Linked DNA regions of Sus scrofa: all the other regions are linked to region 2. The links are chromatin contacts, called in public HiChIP or PLAC-seq maps. All regions are on one chromosome and are shown on one strand. The core of a region is the stretch at or near the end of the contact, and the rest is flanking DNA. Distances in the headings are between cores, read along the strand shown.

Region 1 (2,700 bases), core at 36-2,535, 500 kb before region 2:
GATACTATTTTATCATATTTTTTAATATAGTTTTTAAAATCACTAATAGAAAACTAAGCTATCCATATAAACAATAAATATAAGATACAACCATTAACAATTGCATGAGGAATCAGAGTCAGAAAAAAAAAAAAAAAAAAAAAAAGAGCAATACTTTTGATACCTCAGACCAATTTGAGCATTTCTGGTTGGCTAATGAATTCTCCCATCTCGTAATAAATGACGATCATTAGTAACAAGAGGCTATTCACCTCTCAGCTAAAAAAAATCCATGGACTTCTTCTGGATATGATTTTCTTTTTAAGGATAACAATTTTTTTTTTTTTTTTTTTGTCTTTTTGCCATTTCTTTGGCCGCTCCCTCGGCATATGGAGGTTCCCAGGCTAGGAGTCGAATCGGAGCTGTAGCTGCTGGCCTAGGCCAGAGCCACAGCAACAGGGGATCCGAGCCACGTCTGCAACCTACACCACAGCTCTCAGCAACGCCGGATCCTTAACCCACTGAGCAAGGGCAGGGATTGAACCCGCAACCTAATGGTTTCTAGTCGGATTCCTTAACCACTGTGCCACGACGGGAACTCCAGGATAACAATTTTGGATGGGTCAGCTGGGTAGCAGTTGGATCATATTAAATTTTCAAAAAACTACAGAAAAATACACAGTCCTATGTGATTGAGACTTGTTTGTGCAGACCAAATAAAAAAGTAGTTTTTTAAAGAAAAATTACAATACATAGTAGGTCCTACGGACAGAAGCAACCTATAAAATATATATGGATTATAGAGAGAAATCTGACTATGCTCCCCACAAAAAGTGATCAGAAGTGGGCTAAAAATAGAGCGAGGTGGTATTTGAGGCATGGGTGTATTTTTTCTAGTTGCTTAGAAGTCAGCTAAGGAAAAGCGGCTATTATGTCAAATAAAACAAGCGGTCCAAGAAAAGAAGTCAAGTCAAAAGTTCAGCTTGACCCAGATATGGAAGGATTCATCACTTTCATCCACACTTTAGATTCTTGATAGAAACTACGTTGGTGACATTGTGTAGGTAACACCCGGCTCAAACTTCCCAGTGAGAAGAGAGGATGCTTAGAAAAATGCCAGTTTCCTATGAGGATGGAAATACCTGCGATGCTGTTAATGGAAAGGACCCAGGGGCCGGAGGAGGCTGGCCCGGAGGTGAAAGCAATCACTGGTCACGGCAGGCCACTCCTTTCTGCATCCTCACCTCACAGCGGCCTGTTCTGAACCATCAGAACAATCTATGCTCTGCTTCGTACACCACTTCTGTCTTCGGGTGAAAGGGAAGCGATAGGGCCTGAACCACGGGAGTGAGTTTTGTACATTTTGTTCCATTAGATTAGGCCTCAGTAACTTTTTGAATTATGAGCTGTCAACTACTTTTTCATCTGCTATAGAATATGCTTCTTAGAAATTGTGACTATAAATAAATCAACAGATGTTTTTTGCTGGCTTCAACAGGAGCTTGGGTAATTTTTTAAAAGGGGCTAGAAGTTAAGCAAATTAATCCAAAAGGCTGTATTAGGTTTCCCCCTGTTGGTCACTTTTTGCATAAGCCTTTTAAAGACTGAAGAGTTTCATTTTAGACTTTACAATTCATTCTGGGTATTACACGAATGTAATCTATTTCAGAAACTAAAAATTAGGGTTTTTTTTAACACATCACATCCTTTCTGTGACTTCTGTTTTTTAAAAAAATCACTATTAAATGCCATACCTATGCAGGATTGTTACTCTATCACATGAAAAACAACTGAAAAGCCATTGTGTCACAGTAGGAAAAAAAAAAAAAAAGAAAAAGACAATAGGTAAGGAAATGAGTTCCGGACCTGTCAATGACAGATGGGAGAACTTTGGGGAAAATACTTATATCTCTGAGTTTTTCATTCTGTATCAGTGAAGCAGTAAGATTTAGCTAAGACATTCTAAAATAATTTCTCTCTCTCTCTTTTTTTAAATGTTTTGGTACATTCCTGTTCTTTTTTATTTATTTTTATTTATTTATTGTCCTTTGTCTTTTTAGGGCCACACCAGCGGCATATGGAGGTTCCCAGGCTAGGGGTCTAATCGGAGCTGTAGCTGCCAGCCTATGCCACAGCGACACCAGATCCAAGCCACGGCTGTGACCTACACCACAGCTCACAGCAATGCCGGATCCTTAACCCACTGAGCAAGGCCGGGCATTGAACCCGCAACCTCATGGTTACTAGTCGGGTTCGTTAACCACTGAGCCACAACGAGCACTCCTAAAATAATTTTCTCGTTCTTAAAATTGCATGATTTGGAGATAGAAGTTAAGGCGATCATGTGACCAACATAGAATTACTAAATTACATTTAATCAAGAATTACTCTAAAAATAACTCTATATTCTCTTTGGCGACTTTGTTGCTGCAAATCTGGCAAAAAATCATAGGCACCTGGGGGGGTGGTTGGTGTTGGCACCAAGCAAAACCTCACTTCAAAGATGAGGGTGGAGGGGTAAATTAAATACATTAAATAAATGGAGAAATGGCAAAATTTCATTTTATTTCATTTGGATACTTTAACCAAAAATTTCTAACAGGGAAGGGAAAACTTTCCTTAAAGTGTTTTCAAGTTTCACCTTGCCAGAATGGACACTAAATTCAAGAGAACTAAAACCTTTCTCCCGTGTCTGTATGTGAATCTAACAAAAGACAACTA
Region 2 (2,700 bases), core at 46-2,545:
AAACAAGAAGGCCCACATATATCAAATCTTACAGACCCTGCTATAATGGCTGTTTTTGTATTATCTACTTTTGCACTCAATTAGCAGTTGGTAATCTTTAACAGTGGTCTGTGCAGTAGGCTTCATTCGCAGTGAGGAAAGAAGAATCTGGGGAGGCTATATATTGTCTTCTATAGTAAAGCATAGTGAGACACCTCAAGTGATGATGGAGGTGATGGCTGCTCTGAATAGAAACAAAAGCAATTAAGTCCCTGTGATCTGAAGTGGGACAATATCAACTCAGGACATATTGTTTATCATGAAAAAGAGAATGCTATTAACTAATATGTATGACATGATCCCATTCTTATATATGAGGAGAATAAATATTTATTTCCATGTACATACGCATAGAAGAAAATCTCTTTGAAGAATATAAGCCAAAATAACATTATAAGAGTATCATATGCATGTCCATATATATGTATGTGTTGGCTTTCGTGTGTGTGTGTGTGTGTGTGTGAGTGTGTGTAGTCATAATTTGTAAATTAAAATATCTCTATGGCAACAACAACAACCACAGATATAACTTTGGTTTTATCCAGTGGTTGGATCATGGGTAGTTCTTAATTTCTCTTTCTAAGTTTTTTTATCATATTCTGTTCTCACGATGGGTATGTAAAACTTTTACAATTAGGGAAAGAAAGCAATTTTTGTTTAAAAATTAGGAAAAGATTGTTGGGAGATGTTATGTTGCTCAGACTTGAAATACCTTTAATTGTTTTTAGAGATTTGTGCATAGTCTAAGTTTCATTATTTCTCGTTTTGTTTTTGTTTTTAATATTAGAAATCAGACCAGCAGCTTACACATTATAAATGCTTACCATTTTACATGCTGGAAAAGCATTTCATTCATTTAGGTCAGATAAGATTAGAGTAATTAAGGTCACTGGACTTTGCTGTTTAACAAATCCTCAAATCCAATTCTAATGTCATTCATGAATGCCACAAATCATATAACGTTTCAGACCCACCATCACAACTGTTATAACATTAGATGTTATTAATTCATTGTTTGTAACATTAGAGAAGGGTTGATGTATTCAGTACTCTAAGAGTTACAAATTTATTAGTTCTGAAGAGGTTATCCCTGGGGTAACTCTTTATTGCTTGTAGGAGCACAGAATGTTCTATGACAGGAGAATGTCTAAAATGAAACAACCCAATTAATCAAGATAGGGCATGCATGTGGTGACTCTGCAATATGAGCAGATGCTGTCAACTCCCTGAATTGTCACCATGCAGCCTCGTGGCTGGGGCTTTGCCTCAGCCAGAACAGGTTGGCCGCTGATGTGGGGATCCTGATAGCCTGTTGCCACATCAGACGCTACTCAGCTGCCTCACTTAAGTCCTGACCCAGCTGGAAAGAACAATCCTGTTGTCTGATGATTCTCCTACACCAAACCTTTTGCCACTTTAAAAAGGAGACAAACTGATTTGAATCTTAATCTCTCTTTTTTTATTTTCCCAAATATGACAAAGGTACTAAGTGGGAGTAAAAATTCCTAAAGGCTTTCTTAAAAGATGAGCCTGCAACCAAATGTATTATCTCAATGTTTGGAATTTCTGCAGCCATTAAAAATGATATCGTTAAAGGTTTTTCAAAATATGGGAATGCTATTATAAAAAGAGCAGCTTACAAATGTAAACCTATCAATACAGGGTATGATTACAATCTTGTAAACTAAAAAGATATAAGAGATGAGGAATAAAATTCCTAAAGTCAACATTAGAGATTAAAGGTTAGTTGATTTTTTCGTTTTTGTTTTGTACTTTCATTTTGGCTTATATACGCTACATTCTTCAAATTTTCTAGACGAGAAATATATTACTTTCTAAAAAATAAGACTCCTAACACATGTTATTTTTAAAGTTATTCTCTAAAGCAATGATAAAGTGGCTTCTGTTTCCTGATATTAATTCAAGAGCAACAGATACTTTTCTATAAATCTCCTCCATCTTGCTATGTTGGGGTGAGGTGTAAACAGAAATTGTTCAAAAGTGCTACATTTTTTCTGAAACTAAAATTGGACATGTACCTTGATCTTCTCTATCACAATTTAGATAACGTACCCAGAAGGGAGCAAAGACACTGCCCAATCAACTCTGCTTTCTCTCAAAGCTTCTACAGGAAGATTTAATAAAGAGGCTGCCTTGGGTCAAAGGGTCACTTCCGTTGAGAAAGCTTTTCCCTCTCCTTGCCCTGACACCAGGAAGGAAAAATAACAATTGGCATTCTTACTGTGCTCAGGGCTTTAAAAGTACTTTCACAAATAATGAGAATGCAAACAGAAATTCTCTCTCCAGAACAATCTGATGCCATGCTGACAAACACAGCCCCTTTTCTAAGGGTATTCAAACTTGGGTCACAAGTAGCAGCAAAGGGGATCCCAGAGGCACAGGATGAGGGAATTTACTCTGTGGGAGAGCTAACATTAGGCCAGGCACTGTTCTAATCACTCTACATAGGGTATGTAGTCCTGATGACCAATCTTGGAGGAAGGTGTCATTATCTATATCAGGGGTCAGCAAACGACAACCCATGGGCCAAATCACGCCTATCTCTTATTTTTATATATAAAGTTGCATTGAAACAGAGCCACTCCCATTTGTTTTTTGTCTACGACTACTACTCTGCAATTTTCCTACTATAATAGCAGA
Region 3 (2,700 bases), core at 48-2,547, 350 kb after region 2:
TGAAAAGAACCCTCACTGCCTTGCTATGTCTTAGCTCTGCCTGCCAAGTACTAAGAGGTCTCTTTGAAATCTGAAAATGATTTTCAGTACATTCCATGAGAGAAGCCCATCTGCTGAGAGAAAATTTAAATGGAACTTGTGAATAGCTTTCTTTATCATGAGGTGGGATGGTTTCTGATCCCAACATGGGTACCTACCAGAGATGCCTGGACTTCAGGCCAGTCTAGACGAGCTATGGATCTCCGGCACCCAGGGCAAACTATCCTAACCAGAGGATAATTCCAGGAAGTGAGAACAAAGATAATGTCACATCACAATCGTAATAATGAAGAACCAAAATGACAATGGCAGGAGAAAGCAGAGAAAATAAAATGTTACAAGATAGAGAGGCGGTTAGGAAATCACAAACTGATCGTTTTTCTTCAGGACACACCACTGAGAAAAATTAAATCTTTAACCTCTGATGGCTTCCTGTGGCTAAGCCACAGAAATCTAATTGAGAGGCTCAGGTCCACAGAAATCTGCTGTCTGCTCCGGCTACACAATCATATTATGATAAGCCTTTGACTCGATTACTCTAAGAAACAAAGAATTGTTGCTACGGCATTATTATATAGACTACCCAGCCAAACGATGCTTTTTTACTCTTTGTTCACTAGTCTTTCCCCCCATTATCTCTGGCAAACAGATGAAGGAGAAACCTCAGGAGACACTGTATTGTGTTTGATTCTGGGGGTTTTCCAAATGCATTTTGTATTTCCATCATAGAAAAGACACAGAATTGAGTAGCTGTATAACAGACAGAAGATAATTACTTTGGGGATAGCACTGTAATATTTCTTATATTACAATACACTTTGTATCTATGTGGTGGGTGAAGATGTTGGAACTACAAAGGCTTCTCACAATTATGTGCTTGCTGCTCGTTATATCTGCACATTCTCAGACAGTGCAAGGATACCTTTCTGTTTGTTTACATTTAGCTCCAACAGGATCTGCATAGAATAAACCCTAGCCAAGGGTTGGGATCTCAGAAGAACTCTGTCCTTTTTCTTTCCCTGGCTCTGGCAGGTAAAATGAAAAGGCCTGCAGGCTTTCAGAGGAGGAAGAGGTGCCTGAAGAAATCTCCTTCCCTGTTCTCCTAATACCAGAGTAACTTTATTCACTGTTGCCTTAAACTTCCACCTCTTCATACAAAAGTCCCCATGTGAAAAATCAGCTCCTCTGGCCTCCGCTAACTCTCCCAAGGACAGACAGCACAGCCCTCGCCCTGCTGCCCAAACAGAGCTTTTCTCAGAGGCATTAACTTCCCGTTACCATGACCTCTTCGCAACTCTGCCACTTGGCATTTGACTTAGAGCCAAGCCTAGTTCTTGGCTCTCAACAAGTGTTCTCTGAATAAATAAATAGGTGAGCAAATTAATCAACTAAAGATTGCAACTAAACAGTCAGGAGGCCTAGGAACATGGGATGTTGACACCTGCTAGGAGTACAATTCTCTATTAAGATCTATGAGATTGTGATTGCAAACAGAGGACCCCAAAGAGCATGGTAATTTCTGAGTAACCAAAAGCAGCCAGCATTGGTTGTATTAGTTTTATGTCCTATGGCATGCAGCGTATATAGCCTGTGGAGATAAATTTTAATAGTCAATATAGTCTTAAAATGTATCTGCAAGTGTTACTTGTTGCAAGTAACTAATAATTTCTTGTTGCAAGAAATTATAACTATAATAATGATACCGAAAACAACCAATTAAGGGCAATACAGGTTAATTTACCATTAAAACTAACAGTATGGGTAGATATTTTCAGTGATGTCTTTGTTCTGTGGATAGGCCGTGGGTTCACGGGCTTTTACTCTTCCATTAAAAATAATGAAATTCCCTGGTGGCCTAGTGGTTAAGGAATCGGCATTGTCACTGAAGTGATGCAGGTTCAATCCCTGGCCTGGGAGCTTTGCATGCTGCTGGTGCAGCCAAAGGAAAAAAATACACACACACACACACACACACACACACACACACACACATAATCATACATGTCTTGAACCCACCATGACTGTGAGCAACAATCATAGTCCTTATAGTTGGGGGTTAAAAAAAAAAAAAAAAAAAAAACTAAAGGGAGCAAATCTTCCTATAATGTAAAATCCTCAATCTATTATGATAATTATCTGTCTTTGTATAGCTCTTCAATTTAACAAGCACTCAGTGTTCTACTTTATTTAATGATTTAGATTTTTGTCTACAGGTTAATAAAATCCTTTGTTAGTACTGAAAACGGCAAATAGTGCTCAATATCCTAAGTGAGCTGATTATGTGATATGAGACTGATTTTTAAGCAGATGTTCTGTTTAGGGGACATTATGGACTCATGACCCATTTGAATCTTCACAATAAACTATTTAATAAAAAAGAAAGCAAGAACAGGGTTCTGCTATATTCAGGCACAAAGCTTAAAAGACTTGTGAAAACCAATTCAATCCTTATTTTCTCTCATTCATGAGCAATGTCCTTCACTGTCATAAAAACTAATCCTGGTTAAAGTTCAATTCACAGGACAGAACTGAATTAATTAATGTTCCAACAACAATAACAACAATAAAAAGAGTAATAACTGAGGATGACTTTCCACTTATATAAGGCTTTGCTGTTTCCATGACATTAGAACCCCTATTTGTTACCAATGCTAGCATTCA

The links. HiChIP or PLAC-seq counts read pairs in DNA pulled down with a chosen protein or histone mark.
Region 1: a contact with region 2 is called in an H3K27ac HiChIP or PLAC-seq map of skeletal muscle. The contact joins two enhancer-like sites. A contact is called at or near these places in 1 of 47 Hi-C or Micro-C datasets (heart right ventricle) and 1 of 2 datasets of contacts at active chromatin or transcription factors (skeletal muscle).
Region 3: a contact with region 2 is called in an H3K27ac HiChIP or PLAC-seq map of skeletal muscle, with 6 times the contacts expected there. The contact joins two enhancer-like sites. A contact is called at or near these places in 2 of 47 Hi-C or Micro-C datasets (skeletal muscle and subcutaneous adipose tissue) and 2 of 2 datasets of contacts at active chromatin or transcription factors (alveolar macrophages and skeletal muscle).

What each region holds. Positions count from the first base shown.
Region 1 is chr16:46,482,431-46,485,130 of Sscrofa11.1, reverse strand. The region is part of intron 2 of PIK3R1 (phosphatidylinositol 3-kinase regulatory subunit alpha); the gene reads right to left. Among named protein-coding and RNA genes, the nearest start is that of PIK3R1, 49 kb to the right of the region's middle. Within about 2 kb of position 1,285, at least 9 of the 83 cell types and tissues checked have an H3K27ac peak or open chromatin away from gene starts, as enhancers often do. A contact at or near this core is called in skeletal muscle, where this site is marked.
Region 2 is chr16:45,981,881-45,984,580 of Sscrofa11.1, reverse strand. No RefSeq gene overlaps it. Among named protein-coding and RNA genes, the nearest start is that of CD180, 400 kb to the right of the region's middle. Within about 2 kb of position 1,295, at least 2 of the 83 cell types and tissues checked have an H3K27ac peak or open chromatin away from gene starts, as enhancers often do. A contact at or near this core is called in skeletal muscle, where this site is marked.
Region 3 is chr16:45,630,293-45,632,992 of Sscrofa11.1, reverse strand. No RefSeq gene overlaps it. Among named protein-coding and RNA genes, the nearest start is that of CD180, 44 kb to the right of the region's middle. Within about 2 kb of position 1,297, at least 8 of the 83 cell types and tissues checked have an H3K27ac peak or open chromatin away from gene starts, as enhancers often do. A contact at or near this core is called in skeletal muscle, where this site is marked.